5 separate regions of the Mus musculus genome follow, and all the other regions are linked to region 5. Evidence: chromatin contacts called from public Hi-C and HiChIP or PLAC-seq data. All regions are on one chromosome and are shown on one strand. Each heading gives the region's core, a stretch centred on a gene start, on an enhancer-like site or on the middle of the called end of the contact. The rest is flanking DNA. Distances are from core to core; before and after follow the strand shown.

Region 1 (4,456 bases), core at 1,026-3,525, 170 kb after region 5:
TTAGGAGGATGTTGCATAAATAAACAGACCCTCCATTATTTTGCAACGTGAGTCCAGTTCTTGATCTTCAGAGCAAATGCAGAACCACCTCACCCTACTTCTGAGGAGCAGTGGTGTGGAGACTCCCACTGTGTGCTGGGAGATACTCGCTCTGGCCTGGGGACTAGCTGATTAAACACAGCAGCCTGCTGGATTCCCTGGGATGCCCTTATTGCTAGTGGGAGAGCAAACCACGCTTTAGCTCCACAGTAAACTCTGCCTACAGATATTTCTGAGTCCCTCGGAAAAATATTACCTTCTCTCTTCAGTCTTTGAATCACTGCTGGAACCATTTTTAGAACATGAGGTTTGATCCGAGAGGTTCTGTAGACACATATGTAGGAGGGCAGTAAGCTCAAAATGCTTGCTGAATAAACACTTATAACCCATTACACAGTGGAGTGCATCACACTTATATTTACTGCTAACGCGTGTTTCCTTGAGTATCTGCTATCTGACATCTTTGGCTGACTTGTATCGAGAGCCATACTAACACCATGTTGTCTAAATCTCTGTATGAAGAAAGGCCAGAAGACTGTGACTGTGTGTGTAGGATAGAAAGAAAGAAAGAAAGAAAGAAAGAAAGAAAGAAAGAAAGAAAGGAAGGAAGGAAGGAAGGAAGGAAGGAAGGAAGGAAGGAAGGAAGGAAGGAAGGAAGGGGAGAAAGGGAAGAAAGGACAGAGACAGAGAATATCAGTAACCACTAAAAGTTATTAAATTTAATTTGATCATAATCACATCAGGATTTTAAAAACCCACCAAACTTGGATTGAGGGGAGCCTAATTTCATAGGTCTGAGACGAGTAGGTGCAGGAAACTAAGGATTGCAATTTATAGCCGTGTGACTCCCCCGCTGACATCCAATTTAGGCAAGCTATCTCCTCGCCTGTAAAGGGCGTTCAAGATAACTACCTCATAAAGTGGTTTTTAAAAACGTTTCAGTACAATAAAAACACTACAAGATACGTTCTTACTGTTCCCAGTCATTTAACATACACATACTCTGTGGGGGACATACTCTCTAAAGGGGCAGTGAAGAGACTCATGTGGGCTGGATTCACCCTCAAAGGTAGAAGAAATATCAGCACCCTTATTTTCATTGTAGGGGTACGGAGAACCTGGAAATGACTTCCATTGTTAGCCATGCACAGCGGAGGATCTGAGCGTGGGTGCTGGAATTTCCACGTTGTTGACATATGCATAGTTATAGGCAAGGGGGTAACTTAGTAAAGGAAAGATATAGGAGCCTGGGGTGCACCTTATCTCACCTGTGGCCTGACTCCCAGGTACAACAGGGGCTGAGAGAAAGCTTAAGATCTTTCACATACCCCACCCCCACGCTCATTCACTGAAGGCTTTTCGGGTGATGCGTCCCTTGTCAACAATCCCAAGTCTTTTTAGTGTTTCTAAATTAATCTCTGAAACTCCCATCTACATGGCTTCCTATCCTCCTGGCTCAAGTAGGTCACTCCTGATCTATGACACACCGCGTCAGTCACTAGGGTCCGTCCCAGTGCAGCCTCTCACTTTAATGGCCCTCTGGAGCTCCTTGGGCCTCCCTTTTCTTCTCCATCCTTTCTCCTCAGGACCTCGTCTATCCTTCTCTTTGGGGGTTCACAGACACAGCACCTCGAGATCCCAGAAACCCCGCTCTCCTCTGACCTAGAGAAAACGAAAGCCACTCCTGCCTTCGGCCACCAGGAGGAAGTCAGGCATGCGCAGTGGCCCTAGGCAGCAGCCTGGGGAAGCCAGGGTTGTCGAGCGCGGTCCGACTGAGCTGGCGGGCTCGCGGGGTCACGCGGGGCTGGAGGCCGCCTAGTACCTGATAGCGGCCGGTGAGCAGCTGGCTCCGCGAGGGCGTGCACAGCGGCTGCACGTAGTAGTTGTCCAGGACCACGCCGCCGGCCGCCAGCGCATCCAGGTGCGGCGTGCGGATGACCGAGCCGTGAAAACCCAAGTCGTTCCAGCCCAGGTCGTCCGCCAGCACGAAGACCACATGCGGAGGCTGGGTAGCTCCGGAGGCCCGGGCCGGCGACAGCAGCAGCAGCAGCAGCTGCAGCAGCAGCAGCAAGAGTGGCAGCTGCGGCCCGGGACCTCCAGGCCGGCTCCTGCCAGTGCACGGGCTAAGCTTGCCCATCCTTAGCAGCCTGCAGAGCCCGTGCTGCGGGCACCCCCGACAGAATCGGGAACTGAGCGGCCGGGCTCCCCAGCAAGATTTCATCCACCTGGGCGGGCCGCGGGCTGGGGAGGGCCGGCGTCCACGGCCTCCGCCTCCCGCGGGGGCCGGGGGAGGAGCCGCACAGAGCGCGCGGGCGAACTCAGCCGGTCCTTCCAAGGCCCAGAGGCCCGTTCTTTATTTTAGCCATGAACTCGAGAGCCACAAGTTCCAAAGCTGTTTCACAACCTTTATCTGATTAAATCTAGCCGCAAACTTGACAGCTAAGCACTATAGTTAGCGCTCCTTTTATCCCCAGAAGAAACCCTGTAATGGTTTGGACCATTACAGATGAGAGAAGAGAGGTGGTGCAGATGGTGTTTCAGATTCCTTTGTGCAGTGTGTACCCATGAAGCCACTTCCTTCCCATCATCAGTGGGCCAAACACATTCATTCTGTCTGCCCAGAATCTAAAATGAAATGGTGAAGTTTCATTTCAAGACATTCGGGGTATGCCCACCTAAGACTGTCTACTTGCTTACTCAATGTCTAGAGATGAGTGATAACTGTTAGGTGGAGAGAGAAAAAATGTGCGCTGCCTGAAGGACACACCCTCTCTGGCTGAGGCCGAGTCCGTGGGAGTTACTTTACAGCTTTAGAAGCTCTGGATGAATGATACCCTTGAAAAGTAATTATTGCTGATGTACTCAACTGACTTCCATGCGGTTGGCTGATGGGCGTTTGTGGTATTGTTCCTTATAACCAATTTTAATTTCTTATCGGTTTCTCACTAATAAATTAGATGAAATCACATGATGTATTCATTTCTGCATTTGTGATTTGTGTGAGAGTAAAAAAATTCTTTTGTGTGTGTGTGTGGTTTTTTTTTTTTTTTTTTTTTGAGACAGGGTTTCTCTGTGTAGCCCTGGCTGTCCTGGAACTCACTTTGTAAACCAGGCTAGCCTTGAACCCAGAAATCCGCCTGCCTCTGCCTCCCGAGTGCTGGGACTAAAGGTGTGTGCCACCACGCCCGGCCAAAATTTTCCTTTTTAAAAAAAGATTATCCTTGAATATATGTTTCCCTCTTAACATACATAAGAGTTTTCTTTGAAGTAGATAACTACTACTTATCCTTAGTAAAATATAGCCAGAAAGTTTTAAATTTTGGCATTTTTAAACCCAAAAACAATATCTTAGAAGAGTTGTTTGTTCGCTTTTGTGTTGGGGATAGTGTGGTCTCTGCATATTCTTCTACTCCATAATTGTTTTCTATAGTCCTCTCCTTTTTGTTTTTAAGCAGGTGCTTACTATGTACCCCAGGATAGCTCCTCCAGCTCTCTGTCCTCCTGCCTCTTCATCTCCCACTGACAGAACTGGGATTACAGTCCCAGGCCAAGGTCCAGGTTTTCCCTGCCCTTGATAAGCATCAAACAGCCTCCAGTAATACTGCTCCTGGAACTAAGCACCCACCAAAATCCCCGTGCCCTGCATTTCAACTGAGCATGTCAGCTGGGGGTGCCCTGGCAATGTGCAGGTGGGAAAAGTCTGATTTTCATCTGTATACTGAAGACCTATGGCATGCATACTGTGCGTGGTTCTTTTAAAAATCTCTCTACTGGTGTTCCTTTGGTGTTTCCTTTGGATTTCACTCAGGCAACAGCTTCGTACAAGAGTACAGGAAGGTGATGTGGGGTGATGCCTGGTACCTCAGACAGAGAGGAACAGTGTTGGTTTGCTCTTTTGTGGGACCCCTGTGTTACTGGCATCAGGTCTCCACTGCAGAGTTACCATCTCCCCCTTGTAATTACTAAGTAGTACTCAAACTTTTGCTTATTGGCTTTCATTTCTTGTGTGAATAGATTATAATTAGGATGGCTACCAATAGTGACCTTTTAGCGTCCTTTCTATGAGTTTCTGAGTTTCTTATGTATTTAGTTCATTGTGAACTCTTGGATTCTTGCTTTGATCAATATGCCATAATCCTTTAACATAATTGCACCCCCCCCAACACACATACACACACACACACACACACACACACACACACACACACACACACACACACACTTGAACAGGCTGAGTGACACTGCTTTATTAGAACACGGAGGGGCCCTACCTTTTCAAAGGGATGGAGACTGAGTGCATTTACCAGGGCTAGGAGACACACATGTACACACACATGCACACGTACTTGCACACGTACATGCACAGTGCAACCAGGAAGTTATAGCTAATTGGTTTAGTTTGATTGGGAGCAAGTGG
Region 2 (4,579 bases), core at 1,810-4,309, 180 kb before region 5:
TGGCCACAAAATAAGAATCTGGCCACACACATTCGTTTCCTATAAAGTACTCCTATGTTTTACGGTCGCCATGAGGATGCTTCTAGGTTGCCCCTGTGCAGAGTCATCCAGCTCATTCTGGTTATTTCCTTCTGTTACGGTTTGGATCTGAGCCCCTAACAGGCTCATGTGTGCCTGGTCCTCAACAGACAGCACCACCTGGACAGCCACAGTGTCATTAGGAGGCAGGACCGGGTGAAAGGACCTCACTAAGGCAGTCCTCTGAAGGACATGGCTGACCTGGGCTCCAGCCTGCCCTCCGTCTTGTTTTCTATGCTATGGACCAGCTTCTGCCTCACACCTCTGGGACATGAACACTTTCAAGTCTCCCACCCCCCCCCCCCCCCCCGTCACACTGGACTGACGTCAGGAGCCTTTGCTCCTGTAGGTTGGTCCTGTCCATGGTTTGGTTAGAATGATGGGAAGTAACTAACACGGTTTCCCTTCACAGAGCAACTGGAAAAGCCCATCATCTACGACTGGATGTGCTGGTGCGTGATTGTAATTCTAGCACCTTGGGAGGCAGGTGTGTGGCGGCAAAAGTATCATCTAAAGCCAAATTTGCATTTGCATACTGAATACCTGCAGACAGTGATATGTATGTGTATGTGTATATAAAATATATGAATCAATTGAGTAACCACAGTGAAACCATGCTTTGCTGCCCTTTGTTAACATCCACAGCATCCCTGTAAATAATCCAAACGGGGGAGGCTAAAATCGCCTCAAGAACACATCATCAGATGGAGACCCAGAGCACAGAGGATGGCTCAATAATGTCTGTAACTCCAGCTCTAGGGGAGCTGAGGCCCACTTCCAGTCTCTCTGGGTACCAGGCACATGTACAGTGCAGAGACCTACCCACAGTAAAAAAAAAAAAAAAAAAAGGATAAAATAAAAATAAATAAATAAAAACCCATACATAAAAGATAATCAAAAGAAATAGAAATCAGAACTCTTAAAACTTCTATGTATTTCATGATTTTGATGGTCTTCCTCAAACCATGAAGATGACTATAGTTATCATAAAAAATGATATATATATTTGGTTCAATTCACACTTAGTAAAGGAAGGAAGCTGTCACACTCACCAAATAAGCCCTTCTCTACTCCCTTTAACTCCTTCCAGATTGGTCATGGAAATGAGTCCTGCACTGAGAAGCTGAAAGTTTGGAACACTGAGCATAGAACAGCTAAGGTACACAACGAGAAACCACCTTTCCAGCTAAGGAAACGTTCGTCATGAAGTTCACAGTTGAGAAGCCAGACCCGCTCACCCAAGTTGTTCTAAAGGCACTGAAAGGTTTCCCAGTAAGTGAACTCTCTGTGTTAGCTTTTTAGATGATGGAAATGGAATAGTGAAAAATTCAGTGCCTTTGTGGCACTGGCCATTTAAGAGCTCAGCTGCTGTGTCTGGGCTATGGCTACCATGGCAGCCAGCACCAGACTGAGCGCTTTCACTCAGCTGGTCCACTCTGTTCCAACCTAGAAGAAAACCCAGGAAGACCAAGCCTCCCTGTAGCGTCTCCAGAGACAGCGGTCCATGTGATTACTCTCCACCAATCCAGATTAACGTACCTGGAGCAGGGGAGCATATCCTGGTACCACAGGCAACACAGGAAGCCAGATTCATACTCAAGAGACTTTATTTTATTATTATTTTTATTATTATTATTTTTTTTTTTTTTTGGTTTTTCGAGACAGGGTTTCTCTGTATAGCCCTGGCTGTCCTGGAACTCACTCTGTAGACCAGGCTGGCCTTGAACTCAGAATTCCGCCTGCCTCTGCCTCCCGAGTGCTGGGATTAAAGGTGTGCACTGCCACCACGCCCGGCCACTCAAGGGACTTTAAACTGTGGGCACTTTTCAGTAACGGCACCTCTCCTTCCTGTGCTGTGTTGCAGTTATGAGCATAGTTCTTAAGATTCACTAGGCGTTAGTTCCCTCTACCCCACGAGGCACACATACAGTTGTGCCACACTGCCTTCCTAGCAGCCTGAGACAACAGGGAAAGCCAGACAAGGTGTCAAAAACCCGGCCAAAGTTACACACCTAATTATAAGAAGGGATTCAAGCCCAAAAAGTCTTTTTTTTTTTTTTTAACTTTTTTCCTCAAGGGCTGCCAATAGAAGTCCACTGAATGCTAACCACATACTTGAACTTGCCCTCTTTGAAGCCTTCCCACAATTCCCACAGGGCAGGGAGCAGAGCAGAGCAGAGCAGGGACACCTTGCCTCTCTACCAAGGAGGTATGAGAGGTGAGACATTTGTCCAAAGAATGTCTGCGAAAGCCTGAGAGAATTGGTTCTCAGCCTGCATATCCAAGCAACCCTACACAGGACCTGGTGTCAGAGAGCCAGAAAGGGGTCAACCAATCAATGGTTGACTGTTTTGATACACATGCCTCTGTCTTTATTTCCCTCAACTACCTAAACCAGAGAAGGAAGAAGCCATCCCCAGGAACAGAGGTGGAGTACAGGAGGCTCCAAAACCTGCCTCAGGCACGAAGCTGCATGGCCCCCAGCCCATCCTCCAGCCCATGGGTGTCCAATGCAGGAGGTTTATGTTCAGGAGAGTTGATGCCCAGAGTTGCCTCAAACTACAACTGTTCCTCCTTCTCAAGAGAAGCCTGCTACCGTGTAGAGAGAATGTAGGCAACAGGAAGTGGGACCACACTCAATTCAGACATCCGTAGTTCCGTCTGACCTGATCGAGATGGCACTGCTGGTCTCAGATGAATCCACAACTAAAACTAACATGAAGGACCCAGAGAGAGCTGGTTTTATGGGGCTTTTATAGGAGATCAATCACAAGGCCAAACATGACTTGGCTCCTCAAGGCACTGCAAAATGGAACTGGCTTCTCCCCAGAGCAGGCTGAAACAAGCCAGCCCGGCAGTGATCCAGGGTGACATCCCACAACGGGGAAACTGAACCGTCAACAGAACACATGGAAAATGTGGGGCCCTTAGCTAGCCTGGGTTCTCACATGACTCCCTGCATGGTCGGCATCGTGGTCTGGCTCCCGGTCCTGGGAACTGAAACAGATGGTTCCTCTGAAGAGAGTGAAAACCCTGGTTACTCACGGCACAGGGCTGAGTGTATTTTCCTGTTGAGCCTATCTTCCCCGGATGATATGAGCAAACACAGACCTCACTGCCAACCCCCACCAGACCCCATCACCTGGTTCACAGGCACCTGGCATCCCAGGTCTAAAATGGTATCACTAGCCAAATTCTAAGCAAGGTTTATAAACACCCAATTCAAACATTCTGTGCCATAAGCCTCTTTAACACACAGGAAAGGGCGCCAGACACGTCAAGAACTCAAAGTTACACGTCTAATTATAAGCAGAGATTTAAGCCCAGAAAGTGTATACATACATACATACATACATACATACACACACACACACACACACACACGTGTGTGTGTATATGTGTATTCATATGTATGCATATTTAACATTCATATGTACCTATATCTGTATACTATACATATATGCACATACATATTTTTGAGACAGGCTCTTCAGTAGCCCAGGCTAACCTGTAACTCTGTAGTCAAGGATGACCTTGGTCTTGTTATTTTTCCTGCCTCTACCTAGGATTACAGGGATCTACTGTGTCTGGTTAAATATTTTTTTATGAATAGAAAACACAGCTTCTCCCATCTCCACTAAATAAATATGGAACAAATACTTAAAGATTAGCAGTGTGATAAGGTGCAAACATTTACCCTGCCTGCCCAGGACACCATCTGTTTCAAACCAGCCCTTGCCTTCCAATGAGAAGGTTGCTGCTCGAATCATTCATTTTATGACTCACAAGTGTTTGTGATTCTCATTAAAAGGTTCAAGCCTCCCCACAGCGCTGTTGCTAGAGCCTAGTAATGCTCGGGTAGTCAGCAGCGCAAGACAGATCACAGGAAAAATACATCCTTTCTCAAAGCCTGTAAACCAAAACAATGGCTTTTCTACAGAGAGGATGGTATTTGTAGGAATGCCCTGCCTAAACCCTCTGCATGCAGCAGGCCCTACTGGACAGTCTAGGCTGGACTAGAACCTACACTGGACCCTGGTTCACTGCCAGGGTGATCTAAGCTCACTGCCAAGGTTGTAACACTCACAGGACCCTGAGAGGACAGAGGTGAACAGGCCTCTCTCTTTTGAGAAACAGAACGATCGCTTTTTAGTGACACATTCAACTACCTATTGCCTTGATTTTCCTAATGCATGCTGCAAGGGGGTATCCAACCCCTGCTACTAATATTTTCCAAAGGTGACCTTTGTAAATTAAAATCTACTCAATCATTAATCACCTGTGACTGAATCGTTTCCAACTTTCTTTCTGGCAATCCCTCTGTAAGAGTGATCATCAAGCAATAAATCAGGGTTATTTAAATTGGCCACGTCTACGTCCCCATTCTGAGAGAAATGATATAGGACTTAAAATGGTCTACAGAGAGGCTAACAGGGGAAGACTATTCTACAATGCAGAGCTCTGAAATTTTTCCTGAGCAGCAACAGAACAAAGTAGATCA
Region 3 (4,528 bases), core at 271-2,770, 170 kb before region 5:
GCACTAAAGCCAAATGTTGAAGCTTAAGAGTTCTCACAATGATGTCTGCCTGCCCAAGGAAAAAAAGGCAAAGAATGTGGGGTTCAGAGACCCAGGCCCAAAGCCCCAGATACTCAAGGGCTGAACAGGAATGCTAACACCACAAGTTCAAGACCAGCCTTGGCAACATGCACAGGGAAAATAAACCCCAAGGAAAATGGATTTGCGGATCCCTGAGGACGTCCCACACGCACAGAGCAGATCAGGAGAGAGTGGCAGTGGACATTTAATCTAAAGTTAAAGTCAGAGAAGTTAGAGAAGCCAATGGCTCCGGGCACAGGCGGAATTCAGCAAGTCACTAAGGTAAGTTCCTAAATCTTTCTGGGTGGACCTGTATACACCTGCAATCTCACCTCTGAGGAGCCTGAGTCAGGAGGACAGAAAGCCTCAGGCCAGCTTCAAGTACAAGAGAGCTAGTCTCAAAAATAATAAACAAGAATCAGGAGAGGTGGCTCAGTGGTTAAAGGCATTTGCTGCTCCTGCAGAGGACCAGAGTTCCACTCTCAGCACCTACACAGCAGCTCACAACCATCCATAGCAATAGCTCCAATTCCAGGGGATCCAACACTCTCTTTTGATGTCTGTGGGCATCAGACATACGTATGGTAGCATATAAATACCTTCACGCAAAACACTCATGCACATAAAATGATTTTTTGAAAGAATTAAAAAATAAACAAATAAAATTCCAAAACCTTTACCCTAAAAATGGAATGTGGAAAAACTCATGAAGTTCTCAAAATTACCAACACACATAAAAATAAAAACCGGGGCTTTTACCGCTTGAATTCCTCTCTGCTAAGCACCTTCCACAGCTTTCTGTTTCCACGGCTGAGAAAACCTCCGCGTTCTTTGGTGCGAGTGTTCGCTAGCCCTGGAAGTTTGTCTCTTTTGAGGTCAGTGGGAGGCAGGCAGATGGGCCAGCCACTATGCAGTAGGAGGAAGATCTGGATGTAATTTGCAGAAGGAGAAGCCAATGGCTCCAGGCTCAGGGGGAATTCAGCAAAGTCACCAAAAGCTATGTTCACTGTGGTTTGGCATCCCACAAAGAACCTTTTCTTTGACTTTTCAATTTTTATCATTCTAGGCTCATACTGGAGCCAGATGATTCTACTGGCTTCTTCCAGACAATCTGCTTAACTCTGTAGAGTCAAGAGTGTCCAGTAGCCCAGATCTAAACATCCTTGCGGTACAACAGTTGCGCGTGGATCGTGTTTCTACACCGAATCGTGGCCGTTTGGTGGCTTCTCTGGGCTTTAGCCAGCCAATTGCCTTCTTCACGCCATCCTCTGAAGAGAACACATGCTGTTTTCTACAAGGAGAACTTCTCTGATTGTATCCCTCCCATTTACCCCTCGACCTGCAGACGCAGTACTACCACACAAGGCAGGAGTCACCACAGAGCTCAGCATTTAACATCAATGGCCGCAAACAAAGGACTGACTATTCTTCTGATCTCCTGAGATATGAGTACTAACCTGAGTGGTTAATAAATCTGGAACACTGCGAAAGACCATTTTGGTCGCCCTCCAAGCAGACTTACTTAAGCGACCTAATTTTTATGTTCCACTTTGAAGATCTCCTCGACAGAAATTCCACAATTTCCACGAGTTGCTTAACTCATGGTTTCATTTCTTTTGGCATCAATGGGGACTGTTTTAGCTTTTTTTTTTTTTAAGTGAAATGAGAAAGAGATTTCCAGATGGAGTTAGGTGGAATGGTGTCAGAAGCCACGCACCCGAAAGTCCCCTGGAAGACGCTTTCCAGACAAACAGGGCATCGCCTTAACGCCGGCTCTCTTGATAGACAGCCAGGAGGTAGCCTATGCCCTCAACGGCAGGTCCACAGAAGGTGCCTGGATTCCCAAGAGCACACATGCTGCTGGCTCCAAGGCAGGTCTGCGATGAATCTGCACTGAAAATCTAAGTTCACAAACTCAATGACACCACAGCTGCTGGGGAGCAAGTGTGCAATAAAGACGTGTGTTCTGGTCACTAGAGACGATCTTCTCTGGGTCTTCCAAATTTCTCAAATAAAGAAAGAAACCTGGGGGGAGGGTTATATCCTTTCCTACTTTAATAGTTTCTGTTCCCTAAGAGTATTATATTGCGTTTTCTGACATTCTTTTAAAGAAGAACTTCCCACCATGCTACAACCCTTCTGGAGACTTTGCCCTCGGCTTTCTGGAATTCTTCAATGAAACTCGAAAGCCATGTTTACCTGACCCCCAATGCTACCCTAATGAAACCTCTGTTTTTCGTTCTTTGAACTCTTCTCCCCCTCTTTCCTTATCATGCCCTCTGGGAAGGAAAGGCAAGTACAGGGGTTGGCTGGACCTCAACTGGTAAATACCAGCAAAACTGAGTTTGAACAGTTTCTCAGAACTTGGACAGAGTCACAAAGATATGAATTATGCTCCCTTCTCCGGCACGGCTGCTGCGTTTCACCTGCAGAAAGAATCAATTAAAGATAGGACACGCCAGCACATTGATTTTATTTCTCTCTCACAAGCAAAACCAAGATATCAATCACAAGAAGAATAAGAACTAACAGATTCTCATTTTTTTTTTTTAATTTTTAAAGACAGAGCAGAAAGAACCTTAGGCTGCAGAGATAGCCCACTGGGTAAAGTACTTGGCCCATAAGCATGAAGGACAGTGTTCAGGTCCCTGGTATACACAGAAAGCCAGATGGGGCTTTCTCTCTCTCTCTCTCTCTCTCTCTCTCTCTCTCTCTCTCTCTCTCTCTCTCACACACACACACACACACACACAGAGAGAGAAATATACTAGGGGTGGGGGTGTGTTCTAAGAAGCAAGGAGAAGCAAGGCTGGTTTTCTGCCAAGAGTCTGAGAGACGCTGGTTTACGATTTTGCTGCCTGGGATCCTTGAGGAAGTTTAGTTGATAATTTCCTTTCCTTGCCAGAGAGAATATTCTGTTGTGGGGAGTTTTAATTTGTTTTTCAGTTTCACTTAAAATGGTTGAATTGAACTACGTTTAGGAAGATCCGAGAGGGAGGAGTTGTGCAATGAGCATGGTTAAAAAAATAAAAGTCCCTTCTAGGCATGTAAAAATAGCTTAGTCTGGAATCCCACTACACCCAAGGCTGTACCTGATAGCCAGAACCTAGTGACATGTGCACTCAGGATAACCAGACAGAGTCTTAGAACCCCACTGGACAGTATATAAGCTGAGACCAAGAGCATCGCTCTGCTCTGCACATCTGGAGAGGCACCACCTTGACCCGCCCTGCGGCCGGACAGTCTCCCCGGGATCCCGACTCTTGAACCAGAGACTTCTCTTACAGACTGAATCTGACCTTCAGCTAAGCTATGCCACATGGGTGAGCAGCTTTGAGGAGATGGGCTTAGGATTGAGGTTGGGAATTTAGAGTGTGAAGCTTGTGTGCTGACCCTCACCGTAATAAAATATAACCTTTCTTATACCATCTGTATCTACCTTCTTGGTCCAGACAAAGTGTGAATGGGAGAAAGGGGGTGGGGCGGGGGAGACAGAGAGACAAACACACCATTCTTATCTCAGTATCTCAAAAGAGCTTCTGACTGGGGACATGTGCTTGCCCCTGGCAAAAGATCAAGGAGAGAGAAGTCCTGGAAGTGTCTGCCTAGAGTCTGAAAGCGCCTCCAGTTCCATTCCTCTCTATTTGAAAGTCTGGGTGCCCAGCAGCGGGCTTGCTCCCAAAAACCTGTCCTATCACGCGTGATCTACCAACACATGTGTGCACGTTTCGGGGAGTGGCTCATGCCCCCAGCCCCACTGCCTGCTCCTAGAAGCTATAAGGGGGAGGGGACACATATTCATCAAGAAGATACTTCTGAGAAAGTATATTCTTATGTTTTTCAAATCTCATATAATTTCTTCCACCTTTTGGAATCTGATTCTGCAAAAGAGACAGATGAGAACTGTCTTCCACCAAAGCAAGATGCCCTTCCGCCCGTGGCCTAGAAAGTGAGACAAGTTTGGTAGTTTTGCTGTTTGCCATAGCTTTGTGCTTTTCCTGCGGTATGGCCTCTGGCTATGGTCAGGTAACAATCAGAAAGATACACATACTGCAGTGCCCACTACCAAATCCTGACTCTGTGTTGACAAAGGGCCTGACTGCCTGATCAGAGCCAAGAAAGCAGTGCCTCGAAATTCCATTTACCGAGAAAACCTTTCCATTATGCTCCAGCCCAGACCTTTAAATAAAGCCTATAAGGGGATCTTTAGAAGGAAAAACAAATGAATTCCTGGAGCTTCCTCATCCTTCATCACGAATCAGAAGCTAAAGGTTGGGAGATAGCTATGGTGGAGGGAGTCATGGCTTAGCAGTAATATGAAGTACATACATCAACAAATGAGCCACTAGCTCAATTCAGACTAGAGTCTTCTTAGCCTGGAGCTACTTTTATAAGCAGGGCCCAGGATTAAAATAAGGGAACTATTTCGTTCCCACTCAAAGCCTTCTTGGTGATTACGTAGTGACTG
Region 4 (4,388 bases), core at 74-2,573, 240 kb before region 5:
TCTGTGGTTAAACACTAGTCTTTATTTCATGGTATGACTGGGCTCTTTATATATATATATATATATTTGGTTCCCTTTACACATACGTGTGTGTATATATATACACAGTTCCCGTTGGAGAGGCCGGAGGTATTGTATTCCCCTTGTAGCTGGAGTCACAGGTGGTCATGAACCACCTAATATGGAATCTGCATTTTCTAAGAGAGTGGCACTTGCTTCTTTACCATCTCTGTAGGCCCAACCTGTGATACTGTAAAACTGATTCAAACAGGAAACTGTTAACAGAGGCATTGTCTGTGTAGAGAAACCAAGAGCCCCCATCCGGGAAGCCAGAAGTCTCCTGTGCCTGGCTTTCACCAAAAGGGAGAGCTGGCTTGTCCTCACAATTCTCCTTAAGTCCCCTTTCCCTGGGGAGATCCAAAGTTGCTCACCAAGGTCACTCTGCCTTCTCAGGATAAGGTAGGTGACTTTCTCAGAGGTAAAATTATGCCTAGGCTCGTCTTCATCCTGAGACCCTGGTTTCGTTCCTCTCCCCTTTCTTAGTGATTTCATCCTTCTGGTCTTGAATGAACGAACAGGGAGAGGAAAAGCGTACGGGTAGGCTGAGACCCAGCTGGGCTATGCATGCCACTGGCGGCGGCTCCTGCTGCTGGTTTTCACACGATGGGAGAAGAGCAATGAACCCAGTTCCAGATGTCAGTCATGGTGTGCCTGCCCACTCGCCTCTCAGACACTGGCTCAGGAAGGTCAGTTCTAGATGGAACGAGTGGTGTCCGACGTGCCCTCTATACCTCCACTCACACTCTGGTTCACGAGGGAAGACCAAGCCTGGCTGGCAATTGTGGTGTTTACGTGCCCACTCACCCCTCCGCACACTCACCTTCATGAACACAATGGCAGCTGGTGCCACACACAGCCGCTCACACTTAGATGCGGTGTCACGGTCATCAAAGCCCCCCAACGTCCTCTCACATTCTCTTACCACTTTTCCTTTGCACAGTCTCTCCCACTCTCTCCCACTCTGCTCACTTCTAAGGAAACAGGATCATACACACCAGGCCCTTCGTGGCCAAGGCTGGGGTTCCCATGGCGACCCCCTCCACTGTAGCAGACCTGCAGACCAGAGTGACAGCTGGCTGAGAAGGCCCTGTGAGGCTGATCACACAGACAGAGGGCCGACCGGAGTAGAGTATGAGATCCAACAGACAGAAAGAAGCTTGTGAGGCAGGACTGGAAGACAGCAGGCAGCCAGGCTCAGCAACCGGCATGGCAAAGCCTAGCAGAACCCATCCCTGCCAACACCACTGAGCCAAGTCCTGAGCTCATTTGAATGGCTTCTGTCCCAAACCTGAGTCACTGGGGATTCGGTGGACGTCTGTGTTCACACTGTATGCATTTCAAAAAACAAACTGCTTGATGCTGTCATGGAAAACCTGGATCTTTGCATTCTACAGTTTCAGTATGGATTACATCCAGGTCACAACCTACGGAAGACAGCTGGCAAAAGCCAGCCCTGCTGGCCAGCTACCCAGCTTTTGTAACGAGTCCCAGAGGGATTGGAACCCATGTGTGCTGCTGGCTCTGCCAAGTCCCAGACTTGCTCTCCTCTAGTGCACACCAGTCTGAGGTTTCTGCGGCCGGGGGAGTCTGAGCAGCCACCTGCAGTCAAGACTCAAGTGTGGAAGCTGCCTCCAGGAAGAAAAAGTATAAGGACGTGTACGTGTGGGAAAGAGGAAGAGTATCTGCTCTTTTGTGCTTCTTGGAACCGTGATGGAAGACCCAACTGTCCAAGGCCTCAGGACGGCTCTGCACCTGTGCCGGACAGCCTCACCCCAGGCAGGCAGTCAAGGAACCAGAGAGCAGTACCAGGCAGAAAATACAGGACTTGAAGATAATATGGCCAACTACAATGGCTTATAAAAGGTATCCAACCCCTTAGAATGCAAAAGCATCCTAAAGTTTGGTGGCAAGAAAGCAGCAACATTTTCACGATCACCACAGAGCTAACACCATCTCCCAGACGCCAAACACCATGTTTGTCATGCTAGTAAACTAACATAACCCTCAAACGCCTTTACCATGATTAGATTCGTTTACAAGTGGGCAGACTTGGAGCTTAGAGAAATGGGCTTAGTTGACCAATGTTTCTCAGGCCTTCTGAGGTAAGGCCTAACTCCAGTGATGGCCAGAGGTGACTGCTTAACACCAAGGCTTCTGTGTGAGGGTAGAGATGTCCAGTTTCCTGGCTGTCGATAGGTCAGGCCTTGAAACAAATCCTACTATTTCAGTTATCTGGACTTGATGCTTTAAAAGTTAACAGGTAAGAAATTTCTACTGAGGCGATAGTATCTTTCACACGTAACTCTAACGCCAAAATACCACTATTTAAAATGTTTTGTTTTGAGCGAGGGTCTTGATACATAGCCCAGGCTGGACTTGAACTTAAGATCCTTCTGCCTCCCTCTCCCAAATGCTCAGGTTACATACAGTTCAGTTTGTATTTCTATATAAGCCTGTGGAATATTTATTTTTTTTAAATTAGGTATGCCTCAGGAATATGCTTATGTCATCTCGTAATTTTACATCCTGTCACTTTTTAAAGTGTCATTTTTCCATGGAGCAAGAAGCAATACTAACACTTACCCCAGTGTTAGTATTATACAGCTCTAGGAAGAGCTTCTTTGCATCCAGGTAAACAGACCACAAGGGGGCGTAGTAGAGGAACACTCCAGGCAGCCACTCATGCGTTGAGGGTGGGTAGGACAGCCGCTAGCAAAGAGAAGGACCGTCACCATCTCCACACTGGTGTGGCTACTTTTGTAGCCAAATGTTCCAGGCCTAGGCCTACAGGGGCCTAGGGCCTGGTGTGGACCTCAATCCCGGGAGAAGGAACTTAGTAGCCCTTTTAGCAGACATGGGCACACGGGAAGAGTAAGCCCCTGATCTTTATCATCACTTCGCTGAGGTGTGCTTGAGCCCAGCTGTGGACAAAGCAGCCAGCCTTTTCTGTATTGCAGAGCTTCACCTTAAACCCACAGCCTCTAGAGAGCAGACTTGGAGTCGGGAGGGCCGTTTGCCTCTTGCCGATTGAAAACTGTGAGTAACCTCAGAATTTCTGAAATGTGCCCAAGTCACAGGGATGGACAGAAAACTCAAATTTACTCAAATTTCTTTAGGAAGATCAGACTTTTGTAACTATCCTCTCTAGCAGGCTGCCCATGAGGTAGGGGTGTGTGTGTGTGTGTATCCTCTTCAACTCTTCTCAAATGATCTATGAAGAGAGATAAGTCAGAAAAATTCACGGTCAAGGATATACAATGAACTCTGCAAAAAAAAAAAAAAACGTTTGCTTGCCAATTAGGAGAAACAGCAAACAAGAGTTCGTTGGGCTAACATCCTCAGGGATAGGGTTTGCTGGAATGGTCCTTCTTAAAAACCCATACACATGCTGAATGTGACAGCCTAGTGCCTGTAATGCCAGCAACCTGGAAGCTGAGGCAGGAGGCTTCCCATGTGTTCAAGGGAAGAAAAAGAAACATAAAAACAAAAGAAGCTGCACCGGAACAGTCTTCAAAAATATAAAGATAAAGACCAAAAGATAAAGGACGTCTCTACTTTGTATCCAAAGACTACAAAAGATGTGCTGGAGCCAGACTGCTCCCCCACCCCACACCCCAACTGTTTTGTGTTTGTTTGCAAGAAGGTAGATGTTTCTGAGAGCTTCTCAGGGAAGGAAGAGCTCCTAGAAAGACACACCAGGAGTCTCTGGCAGAGCAGCTTTCAAACAGGCTATTTAAAACACTTTGGTAACACTTGACAAATGTTTTAAGAAAGACACCTGAGGCAATGTGTCAGAGGAGAAGAAAGCTGACCAAAAACAAAACAAAACAAAACAAAAAAAAAAACAACACCCTCTGCCTTTAAGGACTCTGGGAGGTGAAACACCAAGGATCTAGGCTTCAGATTTCACAAGTGAATCTAAAGGACCAAGAGCTGCACGGTATTAGAAGCCTAAGATGAAAACACACACTGAGGTGACATTACATTCCAGCCTCCCCATTTTGCACAGAGTGGTGGGATGACACTCGTCAGTCCCAAAGTGAACCTGCTAGTGTGCAGCAAAGCTAAAAGATGGACGCCTGGTCTAGCAGATTCTGTGAGTGTCTACATCTCCCTGGCCACTCTTGGCGCAGCTGATCCTCTCTGATAAATGAGTGCCCAAAGACTGTCACATGGAGAATAACCCCATGGAGGCATCTCAGGCTGTAGGGCAGGGCGTGTCCTCTCTCTCTCTCTCTCTCTCTCCTTACCCCATCCTCAGTCACAGCATACAGTGCCCCCTAAGGTTGGAGAAACAGAAAAAAACAAAACAAAACAAAACAAAACAA
Region 5 (4,469 bases), core at 318-2,817:
GGATGGGTTAGGGCTAGGGCTAGGGCTAGGGCTAGGGCTAGGGTTAGGGTTAGGGTTAGGGTTAGGGTTAGGGTTAGGGTTAGGGTTAGGGTCATGGGTGCGGAAAGCCCGAGTAAGAGCTCACAGACAGGGAGCACTCACAGCCAACAGAACCACTAGCAACATCTGCTCCCTGCCTTTGTTACAAGAAATGTGTCTTGCCAATAAAGCTGGTTATTAGCAGAGGGAGTTCTAACAGCTGACTTGTGAAGCAAAAAGAGCCAGCTGTCCTGGCCTCCAGGACTCAGGGATAACTTCCTATGTCAAGTTCCCAGCGTCTGTAGTTTAGGAAGCAGGATGAACCCGGCCACCCTGGCCCCAGACACTAACTCCAGCCAACAGCAAGATCCTTCCAGATTTTACTGGCTTTTAGAATGTACTGTGGGTTGAAATTGGACTCCTTTGGTGGGTTATGTAGCATGAGGGCCAGGTGACAGGGTGGGGGATGATAAAGAAGAGAAGCCAGGGGAGTAGGGGCCTGAGGTCTAGCCTGCCCAGAAATGGGCTCCAGCCCCCCTTACTCCCCAGAGCCCTACATCCAGGGGCTCCACACACCAGTGCTCTTGGGATCGCAGCGGGGGTCCAAGGGTGGGAAGTGAGAAGGCACAGAATGTTCATGGTAGTACTGCAGGCGGGAAAGAAGGTTCTGGACGATGTGGGGGTGCTCTCGGGACACGTCGTGTCTTTCTTCAGGGTCCTGATTGATATCAAAAAGCCAGAGAGTCTTGGTTGGTGGGTCCACTGGAGGTATCTCAGAGACGTTGGACTGAGACGGAGGCGGGAACCAGTAACCACAGCCTGGTAAAGAAATTAAACTTTAGTGTGTGTGTGTGTGGGGGGCACTGTTGGTGGGTTCTAATTTCAGGAATCTGGGTACAAGGCTTCCTTGGCTTTGTGGGTATGGTCGTACATCAAGAAACAAACAAAAAACCTGTGCCTTCTGATGTCGAGTTCAGAATACGATTTCCATGCCATGATGATACGGATCCTATAGCGTTACAAGGGACATTAAAAACTATATGTGGGGTGGAAGCAGGATGGGGGTGTTAGTTGTCACGATGGCTGGGGCAATGAGGGTACTCCTGCTATCAAGCAACAGCACAGTAATTCTAAGATCTCTCGCAATGCATGGGACAGTCCCAAACAATGAACTGTCATTGTAAACACCAAGAACACTCACGAACTAAGCATTGCTACACTGCATCAGAGCCTGTGGAAATATCCCATATTTACAAAACAGTGAAGCTGTCCCTTTCTAAGGAAGGGGGAGGGGAAGCAGACTCTCCCCAGCCAGAGAATTGGTGAAGATCTACAGCTGGCTGGGTGTGCTATGTTTGACAGTCACACATGTCTAAAAATCCATATATGTTTATGAAGCACCCAAGTGGGATTTTCTCCTCTTAACCCCACTACAGATGACATCATCATCATCATCAACAACAACAAATATCAACTCGGAGGACGGTCAGAATGAGCAGCGGAAGCCACTCCCCCACCCTGCAGCTTCAGAGATATATTACAAAAAAAAAGTGAGTCAGCTCTCATTTTGGTGAGCGTTCTCTCACTGTTCTGTTTGGTGGGAAGTCTACTTAGGCAGACAACAGAAGTTGTGTAATATGGACCAGACAGAGGCTTAAAAGAAGGCCATGAAACCACAAGCAGATAGCTGCTTCCTTAAGATCTGCAGGGACTGTAAAAGATCTGAAGGACTAGTTGACATTTCAGATGTCTGAGCAAACTGAGGGGTTGGCAGGGAGCCTTGAGGAGCCGGCTAGGCAAGGAGGAGGAGGAGGGTGTAGCCAGTGATAAGGACTTCCCTTTCTATGGACACAGTCCAGGGAATGAAGGCCCAGAGGACAGGCTGAGGACACTGCCCTACTCTGGTGGCCACAGGAAGGGAGCGAAGCATTCTACCTGGGTGGCCCGTGAGGAGTTTCCAATTTTTGTATCTGATCCCAGCATGGATAGACGTGTTAAAGGCAGAATGTTCTAACGGAAAAGAATCGTCCTTTGCTGGAGTCATGTTCTTGCCAGGACCTGGGAAGAAATAGTTTGGAAGAATTAGATTGCTGTTATTGGCCTGTGTCATTATAAATCAACATTTTATACCCTTCTTGCAGAACAGTAGCCTTTGTTCAACACCAGAGTACAAATGTGTGTCCTGCCACAGAAACGAATCTTTTATTAAATACAAACACAAAGTATAGTTACATTAGATGTCAGTCATAAACCACCACAAATATAAAGGAAATCCCAAGGAGATTAGAAGGCTAATCCATCCTTAAAATCATTGCCTCCCGCCAACATGCAGAGCCATGTGCATAGCAGTGTCTACTACAGGAACGGAGCTGGGCAGCGGTTGTGTGCACAAGCATGAGTGTGTGGTATGGGTGTGTGTGCATGAGCACGCACGTGTGTGTGTGTGCATGAGTGTGCAAGAATATGTGTGTTCTTTTTCCTCTTAAATGTGTAAGTGAAATACATTTTCTGCGAATGGTTGTACCTTTGCAGATAGTATATAAAATTATAAAATGCACATTTTTTGAAGTCTCTGACAAGCTAGGAGAGGTTAAGCATAGTACAAAAAAACTACAGATGCATTTCTTTTTAAACCATTCATGAAATGTAAAAATTAGTGAGCAGTGTTTTTAACTATTCAACAGAATAACTATGGGTATAGAAACTGTTTGAGCATATAAAGTAGTGGTGGTTTGAATGGGTTTGGGCTCCGGAGACTTAAGCATTTGAATGCTTGCCACTATCAGGAGGTGTGACCTTGTTGGAGGAAGTGTGTCACTGTGGGGTGGGCTTTAACGTCTCCTAATGCCCAAGCTTTCCCCAGAGTGGAATTAGGGAGCCTCTTCCTGGCTGCCCAGGAAGACAGTCTCCTGCTGCTTTTGGATCAAGATGTAGAACTCTCAGCTCCTCCTACACCATGCCTGACTGCACACTGCCAAGCTCCCTGCCATGATAAAGGACTGAACCTCTGAACCTGTAAGCCAGCCTCAACGAAATGCTTTCCTTTATACAGTTGCCTTGGTTGGGGTGTCTCTTCACAGCAAGGGAAAGCCTAACTAAGACACATGGATTATATTAATTTATCATTTTAAGGTCTTATAGCAGTTGATCAAGTTTCTGAGGGGGCAGTTATTAATATTCATCCTCCTCTCAAGTTTAGAACCCATTAAGAGCCAGAGCCAGGGCTGGAGAGATGGCTCAGCAGTTAAGAGCACTGACTGTTTTTACAGAGGTCCTGAGTTCAATTCCCAGCAACCACATGGTGGCTCGCAACCATCTGTAATGAGATCCAATGTCCTCTTCTGGTGTGTCTGAAGACAGTGACAGTGTATTCATATACTCATATAAACACAATTAATAAATCTTAAAAAAAAAAAGAGCCAGAGCCAGAGCCAGATAGACTGAGCTTAATTATCACCTCTCTAGTGATGAAACTGCCTCTAGAGAATGTGGCTTTGGCTCACAGTAGAAAGAGCTGTGCGAGTGGCTGGCCCTTGGCTTTCACTTAGCTATAGTAACTGGACAATCTCAGGGCTCCCTTACAGCACACGGTGAGGATCAGACTGCAAACATCTGGTGTGGGGAGCCGTGAGCAATTGCCATCATGAGCCTCCGCTGTGCCTAACTGGTAAACAAGTAATGTGTGCAGGTGCAAGAGTAAATTCGTGCCAAGTCACTGCCCATCCCGGGGCGTAGTAGTGGGGTAATGAGTGAGCAGCTAATCAGGAGCTGACACATCACATGGAGGGGTATATAAGCAGCATCATTTTCCTTGTTCATTGTTCTTCTTTCGCCTATGCAATCAATGCTCTCCCAATAAATGTGTGCAGAAGGATCCTGTTGCAGCGTCGTTCTTCCTGGCCAGTTGAGCGCGTGCAAGAATCTGGGACACACGCTGGCTCTCACTTAGACCCAGGAAAGGGTTTCAGCTGAGCACACTCAGTCTGTTCTTTCTGGCTAACTTCTTCTCTCATCTGTACAGGTCCCTTTAGCTGAGGACATTGCTGACCCGTGATGACAAGGGATGGGTGTACTCATGACCATGAGTACATATTTACATATCTATAAGCTTCAACTTTTGGACCTCACTGAATACTATTTAGTCTGTTTTAAGTTCACATTTCTTTCTTAACTTTTCAAATGTAGTCAAGGCAGTTGTCCTGGGAATACTTCAGAAGGTCCCCTTGTTTTACTGAACAAGTAGACAGGTTAGTAAGTGCATGCCAGGCTGTGTGGTTATGCCTGTAAAAGTGCAGACTCAAAGACAATGAAGTAAAACAGGGCTGGGGGCAGAGCTTAGCTGCAGAGCCCTTGCCTAAGACAGTCAAGACCCCAGCACCTGCCAGAGCACAGACCAAAACAAGGAAGTCCACACTCCACCGAGGAGGTGAAAGGCAGATGGGAGTTCAAGA

What was found. A called contact is a pair of places that touch in the nucleus more often than the background predicts. HiChIP or PLAC-seq counts read pairs in DNA pulled down with a chosen protein or histone mark.
Region 1: an H3K27ac HiChIP or PLAC-seq map of microglia shows a contact between it and region 5, with 4 times the contacts expected there. The contact joins the promoter of Arsb here to the enhancer-like site in region 5. A contact is called at or near these places in 3 of 39 promoter capture datasets (the 3T3-L1 cell line, hippocampal neurons and liver), 1 of 115 datasets of contacts at active chromatin or transcription factors (microglia) and 1 of 9 other capture datasets (adipose tissue).
Region 2: a contact with region 5 is called in a Hi-C map of uterus, with 2.5 times the contacts expected there. The contact joins two enhancer-like sites. A contact is called at or near these places in 1 of 484 Hi-C or Micro-C datasets (uterus), 1 of 115 datasets of contacts at active chromatin or transcription factors (cardiomyocytes) and 3 of 9 other capture datasets (adipose tissue, liver and pancreatic islet).
Region 3: a Hi-C map of uterus shows a contact between it and region 5, with 2.0 times the contacts expected there. The contact joins two enhancer-like sites. A contact is called at or near these places in 1 of 39 promoter capture datasets (cranial neural crest), 2 of 484 Hi-C or Micro-C datasets (muscle stem cells and uterus), 1 of 115 datasets of contacts at active chromatin or transcription factors (microglia) and 4 of 9 other capture datasets (adipose tissue, embryonic stem cells, liver and 1 more).
Region 4: a contact with region 5 is called in an H3K27ac HiChIP or PLAC-seq map of the NIH/3T3 cell line, with 3 times the contacts expected there. The contact joins two enhancer-like sites. A contact is called at or near these places in 3 of 39 promoter capture datasets (the 3T3-L1 cell line, embryonic stem cells and liver), 3 of 484 Hi-C or Micro-C datasets (cortical neurons and uterus), 10 of 115 datasets of contacts at active chromatin or transcription factors (the NIH/3T3 cell line, T-cell acute lymphoblastic leukemia, VIP interneurons and 5 more) and 4 of 9 other capture datasets (adipose tissue, embryonic stem cells, liver and 1 more).

The regions. Positions count from the first base shown.
Region 1 is chr13:93,769,498-93,773,953 of GRCm38.p6, reverse strand. Arsb (arylsulfatase B) reads right to left here and starts at 2,275. Exons shown (of 8, transcript NM_009712.3): 1 at 1,862-2,275. The coding sequence starts at 2,176.
Region 2 is chr13:94,121,536-94,126,114 of GRCm38.p6, reverse strand. The region is part of intron 2 of Lhfpl2 (lipoma HMGIC fusion partner-like 2); the gene reads right to left. Among named protein-coding and RNA genes, the nearest start is that of Lhfpl2, 66 kb to the right of the region's middle. Within about 2 kb of position 3,059, at least 37 of the 459 cell types and tissues checked have an H3K27ac peak or open chromatin away from gene starts, as enhancers often do. A contact at or near this core is called in uterus, where this site is marked.
Region 3 is chr13:94,103,648-94,108,175 of GRCm38.p6, reverse strand. All of the region lies in intron 1 of Lhfpl2 (lipoma HMGIC fusion partner-like 2), which reads right to left. Among named protein-coding and RNA genes, the nearest start is that of Lhfpl2, 48 kb to the right of the region's middle. Within about 2 kb of position 1,520, at least 20 of the 459 cell types and tissues checked have an H3K27ac peak or open chromatin away from gene starts, as enhancers often do. A contact at or near this core is called in muscle stem cells and uterus, where this site is marked.
Region 4 is chr13:94,175,701-94,180,088 of GRCm38.p6, reverse strand. The region is part of intron 3 of Lhfpl2 (lipoma HMGIC fusion partner-like 2); the gene reads right to left. It overlaps LOC115488151 (a long non-coding RNA gene), which reads right to left. Exons shown (of 2, transcript XR_003950582.1): 2 at 1-4,388. Among named protein-coding and RNA genes, the nearest start is that of Scamp1, 110 kb to the left of the region's middle. Within about 2 kb of position 1,323, at least 98 of the 459 cell types and tissues checked have an H3K27ac peak or open chromatin away from gene starts, as enhancers often do. A contact at or near this core is called in the NIH/3T3 cell line and T-cell acute lymphoblastic leukemia, where this site is marked.
Region 5 is chr13:93,936,834-93,941,302 of GRCm38.p6, reverse strand. Arsb (arylsulfatase B) reads right to left here. Exons shown (of 8, transcript NM_009712.3): 7 at 1,954-2,076; 8 at 1-837. The coding sequence ends at 572. Among named protein-coding and RNA genes, the nearest start is that of Lhfpl2, 120 kb to the left of the region's middle. Within about 2 kb of position 1,567, at least 95 of the 459 cell types and tissues checked have an H3K27ac peak or open chromatin away from gene starts, as enhancers often do. A contact at or near this core is called in the NIH/3T3 cell line, T-cell acute lymphoblastic leukemia, adipose tissue and 3 more, where this site is marked.